2 separate regions of the Salmo salar genome follow, and region 1 is linked to region 2. The links are chromatin contacts, called in public Hi-C maps. All regions are on one chromosome and are shown on one strand. The core of a region is the stretch at or near the end of the contact, and the rest is flanking DNA. Distances in the headings are between cores, read along the strand shown. Region 1 holds the start of LOC106579351 (scavenger receptor cysteine-rich domain-containing group B protein). Region 2 holds the start of si:dkey-197c15.6 (CK077 protein).

Evidence for each region. A called contact is a pair of places that touch in the nucleus more often than the background predicts.
Region 1: a Hi-C map of muscle shows a contact between it and region 2, with 4 times the contacts expected there. The contact joins the promoter of LOC106579351 here to the promoter of si:dkey-197c15.6 in region 2. A contact is called at or near these places in 2 of 3 Hi-C or Micro-C datasets (gill and muscle).

What each region holds. Positions count from the first base shown.
Region 1 is chrssa19:59,539,703-59,545,895 of Ssal_v3.1, forward strand. LOC106579351 (scavenger receptor cysteine-rich domain-containing group B protein) reads left to right here and starts at 4,446. Exons shown (of 4, transcript XM_014159194.2): 1 at 4,446-4,686. The coding sequence starts at 4,650.
Region 2 is chrssa19:59,373,936-59,380,865 of Ssal_v3.1, forward strand. It overlaps si:dkey-197c15.6 (CK077 protein), which reads left to right and starts at 2,054. Exons shown (of 1, transcript NM_001140421.1): 1 at 2,054-4,107. The coding sequence starts at 2,213. The coding sequence ends at 2,977. LOC106579174 (protein tyrosine phosphatase receptor type H) reads right to left here. Exons shown (of 18, transcript XM_014158809.2): 17 at 6,626-6,761; 18 at 3,761-6,138. The coding sequence ends at 5,989.

The DNA.
Region 1 (6,193 bases), core at 3,196-5,695, 170 kb after region 2:
TGTTTTTGAGGAAATGACTGTGGTATACTGTAGTATTGACAGTACTATAGTAATTACTGTAATGGAGGAATACTATAGCGTGTAGTATAGTATTCTACAACATTCTATAGTAAGTACTTCCCATGATCGAGAGACACTAGTGTGGAATATAGTATTATACAGTATATTACAGTTTACTAATGTTTACTACAGAATTCTATAGTAAGTACTATATTATTCTATAGTAAACTGTAGTATTTTTTCATGTAGGTACCGTTCAAATCTCAAATGAATTCTAAATAAAAGCATTAGGTATCACTCAAAACATTAAATGGCAAAGACGTAACCAATAATCAGCATTTGTCTGGACACTCCAATCAGATAATAAAAACCTACAGATTATTGTTCCTTGTTATGGAAGTCATTATCATAGTGTGTGTTCTCTCTTTGTGTCATAGGGTAAACAGTCTACCATCATGCAGTGGATGTTATTCCTAGTGCTGTTCTCAGGTCAGTGTCTTTATTCAATGTCTACTCACTATCATCAAGTGTGTGGCGCAAAACCAGGGGTTAAGGGCAGTCAAAATTATTATTTTTTTCCTGTGTTTATTTAAATCATGAGTGTACAACAGCTGAATTAAAGTAACACTACCAAGGTCTGAAATAAATGGATCAGTGTAATTTCCTGATAGTTGCTGGTTGAAAATACAATCTACACAGGACCTTCTAAATCAGCAGGTTTTGCATGGGTGGAGTTTCGGCTTGCCTAGTGAAATCACTATTGAAATAAATGTTTTAAGTTGTAATCTTTCACATGACTGGGAATACAGATATGCATCTGTTGGTCACAAATATCTTTTTTTTTTAAAGGTAGGGGTGTGGATAAAAAAAAAACAGTCAGTATCTAGTGTGACCACCATGCAGGGTGACATCTCCTTCACATAGAGTTGATTAGGCTGTTGATTGTGGCCTGTGGAATGTTGTCCCACTCCTCTTCAATGGCTGTGCGAAGTTGCTGGATATTGGCGAGAACTGGAACACGCTGTCGTACACGTCGATCCAGAGCATCCCAAACATGCTCAATGGGTGACATGTTTGGTGAGTATGCAGGCCATGGAAGAACTGGGACATTTTCAGCTTCCAGGAATTGTCTACAGATCCTTGCGTCATGGGGCCGTGCATTATCATGCTGAAACATGAGGTGATGGCAGTGGATGAATGGCATGACAATGGGCCTCAGGATCTCGTCCCGGTATCTCTGTGCATTCAAATTGCCATTGATAAAATGTAATTGTATTCGTTGTCCGTAGCTTATGCCTGCCTATATCATAACCCCACTGCCACCATGGGGCACTCTATTCACAACGTTGACATCAGCAAACCACTCGCCTACACGACACCATCTGCCAGGTACAGTTGAAACCGGGATTCATCCGTGAAGAGCACATTACTCCAGCGTGCCAGTGGCCATTGAAGGTGAGCATTTACCCACTGAAGTCGGTTACCACACCGAACTGCAGTCAGGTCAAGACCCTGGTGAGGACGACGAGCACGCAGATGAGCACAGAGACATCTGTGGCACTGTGTTGTGTGACACAACTGCACATTTTAGAGTGGCCTTTTATTGTCCCCAGCGCAAGGTGCACCTGTGTAATGATCATGCTGTTTAATCTTGATATGCCACATGTCAGGTGGATGGATTATTTTGGCTAAGGATAAATGTTCACTAACAGGGATGTAAACAAATTTGTGCACAAAATTTGAGAGAAATAAGCGTTTTGTGCGTACTGAACATTTCTCGGATATTTTATTTCAGCTCATGAAATATGGGACCAACACTTTACATGTTGCGTTAATATTTTATTTCAGTATACTTGCTTGATTTTTGGGGGGGGTTGCAAAAATGCTGATTTTCTTTCTTTTCCATTTTTTTTATGGAAAACTATTACAGTAAGGCAGTGGTGGTAAAAGTACCCAATTGTCATACTTGAGTAAAAGCAGTGGTGTAAAGTACTAAGTAAAAATACTTTAAAGTACTGCTTAAGTCATTTTTTGGGGGTATCTGTACTTTACTATTCATATTTTTGCCAACTTTTACTTCACTACATTCCTAAAGATAATAATGTACTTTTAACTCCATACATTTTCCCTGGCACCCAAAAGTACTTGTTATATTTCGACAGGAAAATGGTCAGATTCACAGTTATCACGAGAACATTCCTGGTCATCCCTACTGCCTCTGATCTGGTGGACTCACTAAACACAAATGCTTCATTTGTAAATTAGTGTTGGAGTGTGCCCCTGGCGATCCGTCAATAAAAAAAATATATATATTTTGCTGTCTGGTTTACTGAATAAGGAATTTGAAATGGTTTGTACTTTTACTTTAGATACTTAAGTACATTTTAGCAATTCCATTTCTTTTTAATACTTAAGTATATTTCAAACCAAATACTTTTAGACTTTTACTCAAGTAGTATTTTAGTCATTTTCTATTAAAGGTATCTTTACTTTTACTCAGTGGTGGAAAAAGTACTAAATTGTCATACTTGAGTAAAAGTAAAGATACCTTTAATAGAAAATGACTAAAATACTACTTGAGTAAAAGTCTAAAAGTATTTGGTTTTAAATATACTTAAGTATTAAAAGGAAATTATTTATACTTTTACTTCTGATAGATAAGTATATTTTTGCAAATTCCTTATATTAAGCAAACCAGACTGAACCATTTTCTTGTTTTTGTTATTTACGGATAGCCAGGGGCACACTCCAACATCTTTTCAAACTAAGCATTTGTGTTTAGTGAGTCCGCCATATCAGAGGCAGTAGGAATGACCTGGGATTTTCTCTTGAGAAGTGCATGAATTTGACCATTTTCCTGTCCTGCTATGCCTTCAAAGTGTAACGAGTATTTTTGGCTGTCAAGGAACATGTTTGGAATCAAAAGTACATTATTTTATTTAGGAATGTAGTGAAGTAAAAGTAAAAGTTTTCTAAAATATAAATAGTAAAGTATAGATACCCAAAAAAACTACTTAAGTAGTACTTTACGCCACTGCAGTCAGGTACTTATTTGTTACCCAGAAATGGTTTGGTACTGAGATAAAAACGGCTGCCCTGGGTCTTTAAAGAGAATAGTTTAAGACAATTTGCCAGCATGGGAGTTTGGCTGTGGAATTTCCTATTCAAAGCAGGAACCATAATTATTTCCCTATCATTCCATTCCGAACAGACAGGATATTTGTTCTATTCTGAAGCCTAAAAATGTCCAGACCAGAGTAGTAACTCCCCTTGCCAGCATCACAACCAAAGTGTTAGGGGCAACAGTGAAATGTAAAAAAAATAATGACGTAAATCACCTTCAAATAACATGAACCTCAGTTGCCCCTATCACTCCCATAGATGTTTAGCTAGCGGTGGCTGAACTTAGCTTAAGTTTGTAGTGGCTGTTTACAGAAAACCAAACCACACAGTTTCTCCTGGACTAGACTTCTTTCAGGGTGAGGAACCATCGAACAACAAGTTTCCCCTTTAAAGGCCATTGTAGAATTGAAGCTGAACACAGGCAGATAGTTTAGTAGACTCTTGAATTCTTTAGTGGACTACCCAAAATTGGGTAGTATAAGAGCTAATGTTACGAGAGGTTGCTTAAAAGCTGCAGTCTGTGATCAGTATAAGCACAAAGATCTAAATCACAGATTTTCTTTAAAAATGATACATCTAACAATGCAATGTTTATAATGTTGAAGAAATCCCATTAAAGCAGATGGAAGGTTTTTCAGAGCACAAAAAAAATGTCATAGTTCAAGCAACAGAGACCATCTTTCTGAATGTTGAAAAGAAAATGTGTGTGTTTGCTACTGCAGTCTTCATTTTTATTGGTAGTGGAAGTAGTAATTATAGTTTATTTTATTCCAGTAACAGTACACTCTTAGCATCTTTTTTTTCTATCTAGAACCAAAAGGGGTTCTTCTGCTGTCCCATAGGAGAACCCTTTGAAGAACCACTTTTGGTTACAGGAAGAACCCTTTCCAGAGGGTTCTACATGGAACCCAAAAGAGTTATACCTGGAACCAAAAGCGGTTCTTCTATTGGGACAGCCGCAGAACCCTTTTTTCTGTGCAGTGGTGACTGTAGAAATAGTAGTATTGATTGTAGTAGTACAGCATGAGTAATGTACTGTAATGGTAGTAGTAGTGACTGTACTGGAAGTAGAGTCTGTACTGACTGAAGTACAGTAATATTGACTTTCTAATGTTTTATTGAGCTCCCCCAGTATTTTGGTTCGAACAGTCGAAAGATTTGGTCTGAACAGTGGATTCACTCCACAGCGACCCCCAGCGGTGAGCTGAGCGCAACTGCAGATCCGAGTCACATGGCATCATTGTAAATGACGTCACACTGCTTGCTTAACCAAGTACCGCTTCCCCCTAATTCGGCTATTATTAACAAGGCTCGAACTCAGGACCTCTGCCTCGCAAACATTCGTGACCACACTCCTGAAGCGTCTCTACCCGTTGCTATATTGATTGCGTAAGGGGAGACACTTCACGAGTGAGTTTCACAGATCCCAATCTGCTTCACATGCTTATGTAGAGGGATAAACTATGAAAAGGGTATTCTGATTTTGATTCCCTTTTTCTACTCTAGTGACAGACGTAACAGAAACTATGATGGATGCCTCTACACCTGCTATGACAACAAGAGGTAATAATGCTGCATCCCATGTGATATGATAAATAGACCTACAGTACAGTACCTTATAGGGGACAGTGGGGAATGTTGAGACATTTTTTACATTTAGCATCATTACGTCAAGGAAATATAGTATTCTTTCTAACAAATATAACAACAGATACTGTGCCCTATGTAATTATTGGGAGAGTGAAGAGTTTAAAAAAAAAGAAGGTGTCTCTATACTTCAAAACTTTGGATTTGAAATCAAACTATGAGGTTAAAGTGCAGACTGTCAACTTAAATGTTAGGGTATTTTCATCATATCGGGTGAACACTTTTTGTACATAGTCCCTTCATTTTAGGGGAACAAAGGTATTGGGACAAATTCACTTATATTGTAATAAAGTAGTAAAAAGTTAAGTATTTGGTCCCATATACATAGCAGTTTACATTTACGTCATTTAGCAGACGCTCTTATCCAGAGCGACTTACAAATTGTCACACGATATGGATGAAAACACCCTCAAATTAAAGCTGAAAATCTGCACATTAACCTCAGTCATTGTTTGATTTCAAATCCAAACTTTTGGAGTATAGAGCCAAAAGAAGAAAAAAATTGTTCCCTGTCCCATCTCGAGTTCATATGCATGACAGTTTTCTAAAATACTATGCAATTACTGACAAATGTAATCATCATTTGTATGGGGTATGTTCAGCCTTTGGCTTAACTTGCCCTGGCCAAATGGCACAATTTACCCCAAAGCAAAACGTTTATTATATTAGCCCACAAGGATTAGGGTTGCATAGTTACCGGATAATTTACCAAAGTTACCGGAATCTTCAGTAATTTTGGTAATTAACAGAAAATCTAAGGCATTCTATCATAACTTTGGTAAAAAAAAAATAATCATGTATTCATATATAGTATTAATTTATTATATATGTGTCCACATTGTCCATGAGTTTCTAGTGGATAAACCTTATGGTTCAAGAGAAAATAGCCTAATTAATAAAAAATGATTACATCAAATCCTTGAAAGATACCAAAATTCTGGTAGTTTACTGGTAAACTTTGGAAGTTTCCAGTATTATACCCTCCCTTTGCAACCCTAACAAGGATGCATTTTCATGCTAGGTTTAGGACCTCGTATAGAGAACCCAACTAATGTATAAAACAGTCTTAAAACTGTCTACTTAGGTTTAGATACAAGCATCATGAAACCTCAAACACAAATTCACTTGACATTGTGAAAATCCGTTTTTTTTTATCAAACTTACTACATTTTTTCCATGTGGTTTCTTCCTTCACAGACTCCATGAAATGATGGCCTCTTCCTAAATATTTGGTCACATGATTCATTGTGTGTATGGTTTCCTAGAAACAAGGGTTGGCTCAACTAACGCTTTCGCACGATTTATCCCACTCTCCTACAGCTTGCAGCTGAATCAAAGCCCTCTCCCCTACTTTTAGTTAGTGATGGGAAGTTTGTGTCTTTATACTGACTCTGATCTTTTAAATTTTTCAAAAGAATGAATC
Region 2 (6,930 bases), core at 804-3,303:
GTGGTACCTTCATGCGTTTGGAAATTTCTCCCAAGGATGAACCAGACTTGTGGAGGTTTACAATTTTTTTCTGAGGTCTTGGCTGATTTCTTTAGTTTTTCCCATGATGTCAAGCAAAGAGGCACTGAGTTTGAAGGTAGGCCTTGAAATACATCCACAGGTTCACCTCCAATTGACTCAAATGATGTCAATTAGTCTATCACAGGGCACTTTCCCCGCCCTGTGAAGTTCATAAGAACTTGTTTCATCTGTAGCCTAATGAAGTGCATGGTTTCCTGAGTCGTAGTGGGAGGACCACACAGTATGTCATTGCGTGACTCCAAGTTTACTTTGATATCATGGTTATTATATCAATATTTGGTAATAAAGGCGTTTCCACCGCCATTTCTCGCATAATACATTTTACCGACACAAAAAGATCCCAACATGTCGAACGAACAAATGGTCTGTCGGAATTTATAAAATTGTACCGAAACTTCCTGTTTCCATCGCAGCTGTCGTGATTTATTTTATACAGTATGACTTTACTCGCATAAAAACTGTGGATGGAAATGTGGTAAGGTACTTAATAGTTACCCATAAATATTTGATATCAACATAATAACAGCTGCACTGGGCCTTTTAACAATGCATTTCTGAGGGTGTCATGCATACCTTAATAAGGTAGGCTACTAGTAAATATTGGAGTACGTAGTTATATTAGGCCATCTAATGAAAATAATGAGCTAATAACATAAAAATTCCGGTATTGGAAGTTTTTGAGACTCATAATGCAGGTGATTTATGTGTCTTTGTAATGAAATGACAGGGGGCCAAATCTGATCCATACCTATAGGTGGCATATATAGACCCCTTTCTGTGTTTGCAAACATTGCCGCATGAGGGCGATCCGCGCAAATTAGTGGCAGAACGAAGGGGAGTTCTTATAGAACGGCAGCAACAAAAAAAAAGTGCATTTTACAACACTTTTGGATTAGAATTACATTTTAAGGCTCGTCTGAATGTCCTGCTTAATATAATATTTGTGTCATCATAGCAAATCAATTATTCTGCAAAGATTACAACCGAATATAATCTTAGGGACTGTTCATGCAAGAATCAAAATATAATTGTAAGCATACGAGAACCCAAAACAGTTATTATTATTTTTAGGAGTAATACAAACGTAAAGGCGCAGATGGCAATGGCTTTCTTACTGCCCCCAATAGTCGGTCAGTGTGCCGTGTACTGAAGAGGGGTCTATATCCACTCAGAAGGGCGAGGCACGCTACATCTCATTCTTACATATTGATGTTGATGTATTGAGAGGGAAATGCCATACTTTCATTTAAATGTGATATTCTGAATTTGGTAATACAATATCTTGTATATAGTGGTGTAAAGCAACTAAGTAAAGTACATATGTATTTTTTACTCCTATTATCCATTTTCCCTGACACCCAAAAATACTCGTTACATTTCGAATGCTCAGGCAGGACATCAATATGGTCCACTTCATGTAACGCGTTGCCATCCCTACTGCTTCTGAACTGGTGGATTCACTAACCATAAATACAGCATTTGTACATTAAATGTTGGAGTGTGATCCTGGCTGTCTGTACATTAAAAACATAAGAAAATCGTGCCATCTGGTCTGCTTGCTATAAGGAATTTGATGTATAGCATTTACTTACTAAATTAGTAATTTTTCCACCACTGTACTTAAGTCCATTTAAAACCAGATACTTTTAAACTTTTACTCAAGTCAAGTAGTATTTTACTTGGTGACTTTTATTTTTACTTGAGTCATTTTCTATTAAGGTATCTTTACTTTTACTCAAGTATGACAATTCAGTACTTTTTCCCCACCACTGATTTTATCAATACATTATTTTGAGAGTCTGCAAAATACATGTCATACTGTACATTTGTAGCAAAGACTTCTCAAGCCCTCCAGCCCATAGATGGCGGTGTACCCATTGGGTGTACCCCTTTAAACTGCTTTACAGACCATGTCCACCAATGAAGAAGATTTACTTCCTTCCTCCGTCACGTTTTTCATTGTTTACAATCGTTCGGTGCAAAGAAACGTTTGTATTTGAAGCTTGACGTGAATGAAATGTGACATGTTTAGGACTTAGATAAGTAGCTAGCCGGAATGTTCTAATTCCATGCCGAGCATCCAACACGGGTTGTTTCTCTGCAAACATTTGCCTGTTAGTCTAGCCTAGACATGGCTTTTGCTCCCGCTGTGTGGTTAGCTGCTCAAGCAGAACTCTACGAAGACGACGAAGAGGCCGAGGCAAACAACTTCCCAGAGCCACAGAAAAACTACTTGGGCGATTACAATGATGATTACTTATTTGAGAGGTTCCGTTTAACTAGACCTTGCATAAATTTCATCACGGATTGCGTCAGGCTCCGGATGAAAGCCACGCTCCAGCAAATGAATGGACCTTCCGTCGATGAAATGGTGATAGTGGCACTGGACTATTACGTAAATGGTATTTTGTCAACCAAAGTCGTAGATATGATTCAAATGGAGCAAATGGAGATTCACGAAGTCATCAACAATGTCTCCAAAGTGTTGTCAGGTATGGTCAGGGAGTTTATCACTTTCCCGGCGAATGGTGAGGAACGAGCAAATGTGGCACACGAGATCAAGAAAATATGCGGGATTCCGACCTCCATGGGCTTGGTGGGATGCATGCATGTCAAGGTGAGACCACCTCAGCACGACAAGGAAGCTTTTCGGAACACAATGGATAACCACACCGTCATGACCCAAGTCATATGCGATTGTGAAGGGAATTTAATGAGTGTTGAAAACTGCTGCGTTGGCAGCACACCAGAGCAAACCATATGGGATATGTCGGATATTGCCCAGCAACTAAAGCATGGAGCACATGGGACGCATTGGATCATTGGTAAGCTAATTCTACACAGGAATATGTTTTATACATTTCTTATGACTAGAAATACTGTGCAGACTCACTAGCCACCCCTGTTATGAAGGGTCTCAAACTCCTGGCCCTGGAGAGCTATTAAGTGTGCAGGCTGTTTCAGCCCAGTACTAACACCCGTTTTAAACAAACAACAAGCTGAAATCAGGTAAGTTGGTGTTGGTCTGGAACAGTTCTGAGTGAGTTAGACCAAAAACAGTGGTCTAACTTTAGGTGGGTCACTCCGTCAGTGTTAAAAAAAAAAGTCTGTTGTGATTCACCAATGTTCATACTTGCCTCTGTTTTTTGTTTTTTTGATCCCACAAAGCCGGGAAAGGCTATGCGTTGAGCAGACACCTCCTGACGACCGTTTCGCCAGCCAAAGATAAGGCGGATCGGCGGTTCAACGCAGCCCACGGCATGATCCACTCGGTCCTCCAGAGGACCATCACCTTGGTGAAGAGGCGCTTCAGGTGCCTGGCCAATCTGGGCCACGTGCAGCAGAACAGTCTGGACAAGAAGGCTGAGATCATCAAGGCCTGCTGCGTCCTGCATAACATCGCCAAGAAGTTTTCGGTGCCTGCGCTCAACGATACCGTGCTAGAGACCATGCATCCGGCCGAGAATCACCAGGTGCCGGTGGTGGAGGTGCCTAGCTACGCCGAGAAATCCAGAGCTGCCATTATCGGCATTTATTTCTCGCATTCCTCTGGGAATGACGGCGTTTCAGACTGAGGACAGTGGACATATTTGTATAAAATGGTTGTTGACATTTGGGTTTAATAGGAGGACGGTTCGGTCCCTTATTATAACACTTTGTGAAAATAGGTGCTGCTGGATTGACAAAAATGATTTTATTTTATCACGCTTTGTGATACATGAAAACCAAATGACAATACTTTGGGTTTATCTATTTACATGTTTTTATACATTTCAATAAATGTCAAGTAAACATCTAATCCTCCATGAATCATTTGAATTGCGATTTAGAAATTGATAGGCTAAAATTGACATTTATTGAAAACACAAGCCGCATTGAGTATTCTAACTAAATTATTTAAAAAAGTACCTAGGTGAATGTGAAGTGTGCTGAATCCTCCTGAACATAGCAGGTGAATGATTACATACAATATATGCTTAAACATTATGTACATGTGAATATTATTTAAATAAAAATCTCAACATACAGAAGAAATGAGCAAGATTAAACTTTTTGTTTTTTAAATCAATCACATTGGGGCAATTTTCACAAGCATGTGGTACATTTTCACAACTCAAAACAGATCATCAAAAAGGCTCATGATTCAAATCTAACATTTTCAATTGACTGATTACAACAAAAAATCCAGTCACTTGTTCACTGTACCAAATCATTCTTTCAATTTGGATACACAATCTACATTGAACAAAAATCTAAACATGTAAAGTGTTGGTCCCACGTTTTATGAGCTGAAAAAAAAAAATCCTACACATTTTCCATACTCACAAAAGTCTTATTTCTCTCAAATGTTGTGCACAAATTTGTTTACATCCCTTTTAGTGAGCGTTTCTCCTTTGCCAAGATAATCCATCCACCTGACAGGTGTGGCATATCAAGAAGCTGATTCAACAGCATGATCATTACACAGGTGCACCTTGTGCTGGGGACAATAAAAGGCTACTTTTAAATGGGCAGTTTTGTCACAACACAATGCCATAGATGTTTCAGGTAATATGCAATTGGCATGCTAACTGCAGGAATGTCCACCAGAGCTGTTACCAGAGAATTTGTTAATTTCTCTACCATTAGCAGCCTCTAACGTTGTTTTACAGAATTTGGCAGTACGTCCAACTGGCCTCACAACAGCAGACCATTTGTAACCACGCCAGCCCAGGACCTCCACATCCGGCTACTTCACTTGATGGATCGTCTGAGGGGGGTGGTTACATGTGGTCTGAGGAGTATTTCTGTCTGTAATTAAGCCCTTTTATGGGGAAAAACTCATTCTGATTGGCTGGGCCTGGCTCCCCAGTGGGTAGGTCTGGCTGCACCCCTGCCCAGTCATTTGAAATCCATAGATTAGGACCTGAGGAATTTGTTTCAATTGACTGATTTCCTTATATGAACTGTAACTCGGTAACATCTTTGGAATTGTTGCATGTTGTATTTATATTTTTGTTCAGTATAAGTATCTGCTTTTCAAAATGTAATATTCACTTTACTTTTGATATGATTTGTCATTTGTTAACAATACAATTAACTCAAACTGTTCAAAACTAATAACTACTGAATCAAAATGATGTATTGCCTAGTTACATTTACATTTTTGTAATTGAGCAGACACTTATCCAGAGTGACTTTAAGGAGCAATTACAGTTAAATGCCATTTTCAAGGGCAGATCGACAGGTTTTTCACCTAGTCGGTTCAGGGATTCGAACCAGTGAACTAGTTAACATGTATAGTTTGATAACTGCTGAACACTACATTTCTATATTTTTATCTCATAAATGTATCAATTTGACATGAATTTATGTTGGAAGGTAAAAACAAATCATACATGGATATGGCTGTAAATACTTCATCATCATCATCTTCCATCAGCCTGTGTGCTTCAATAGGACAAAGTGGAAAGAGTCACTATGTGCTACCATTTGGAATAATACCGTATTATAAACTGGGTGGTTCGAGCCCTGAATGCTGATTGGCTGACAACCATGGTATATCAGACCGTATACTACAAGTATGACAAAACATGTATTTTTACTGCTCTAATTACGTTGGTAACCAGTTTATAACAGCAATAAGGCACCTCGGGGGTTTGTGATATATGGCCAATATACCACTGCTAAGGGCTGTGTCCAGGCACTCCGCGATGCGTCTTGCCTAAGAACAGCACTTAGCCGTGGTATATTGGCCATATAGCACACCTCCTCGAGCATTATTGCTTAAGTAAAGGGCATTACAAGTGTTATCAGTTTAGAATGTTGTACTTAGAGAGTTTTTAAAATATACCATTTACATCTGAAAAATGTGCCAAAGTGATTGAAAGAAAATGAACTCACAGCAGACAATCCATGGCCTTATCTTCAGGCCTTTGGACTGACAGCTTGGAACTCCTTCAGTGCTGTGGCGTTGACGTAGATCAGGTCCGAGTTCTCATAAAGGGCCTCTTGTATCATCTTCTCTTTGGGTTCCAGAGAATCCATGATGCATTGGTGCAGGAAAATATACTGCGACTAAAAGAGTGTAAATGGCAATGATAACCCACAAATGTAGCCTCATAAGTCATGTATTCATTTTTTTTAAAATCAAACCTTTAGTCATTAAACCCAAAGAGAGCAGGGCTGCGGCGCTGTGTGTTACGCCACTGGTTATAACTATAAGTTAAGTATAACAAAGAAATGTAAGATGTGTCAAATAAATGATATACAGCTCAGGCCTCCAGCTATGCATTTGGTTTGCTAACTTGCTAGCTAAGTGGCTAGATGTAAAGATCAAGCTTCTTGGCTACAGCAGAGACATTCAATCCCCTCCTGGATCAAGATCCCTGTTGCCTGAATTGTTTTGTGCACGTTCGGTAATACCGTATACCCGAGTATGGTACAGAAACGGTATGACAATCTAGATATCGCCCAACCCTAATCAATAGATATTGCCTGTGTTTTAGGGTAGTACCTAGCGTTAATGTGGGGATCGTTTCTATCAGGCTAACTCGGGCCTTACCTCTGTCTGAACCATGAGCGGCCGACTCAGCCTCATCTTGTGCACGAAGGCAGCGATGCCCACCGCCTTCTCCCTCTCCAGCTGTTGTAGCATCACGTCCAGAGCAATGATGGTGCCCGTCCTCCCCACCCCAGCACTGAGAGACCGGGAGAGTGATGTCAACATAATGTGCACGTTTACAGATAGAGCACAGAACAATACAGTTCAATGAAGAGACGACCTAAAACTAGGCCTATACCTGACCTGTCACCACCAGTCATTGAAAACTTTGCATTCTTCGAATACCGCAGTAGGGTTGCCACATT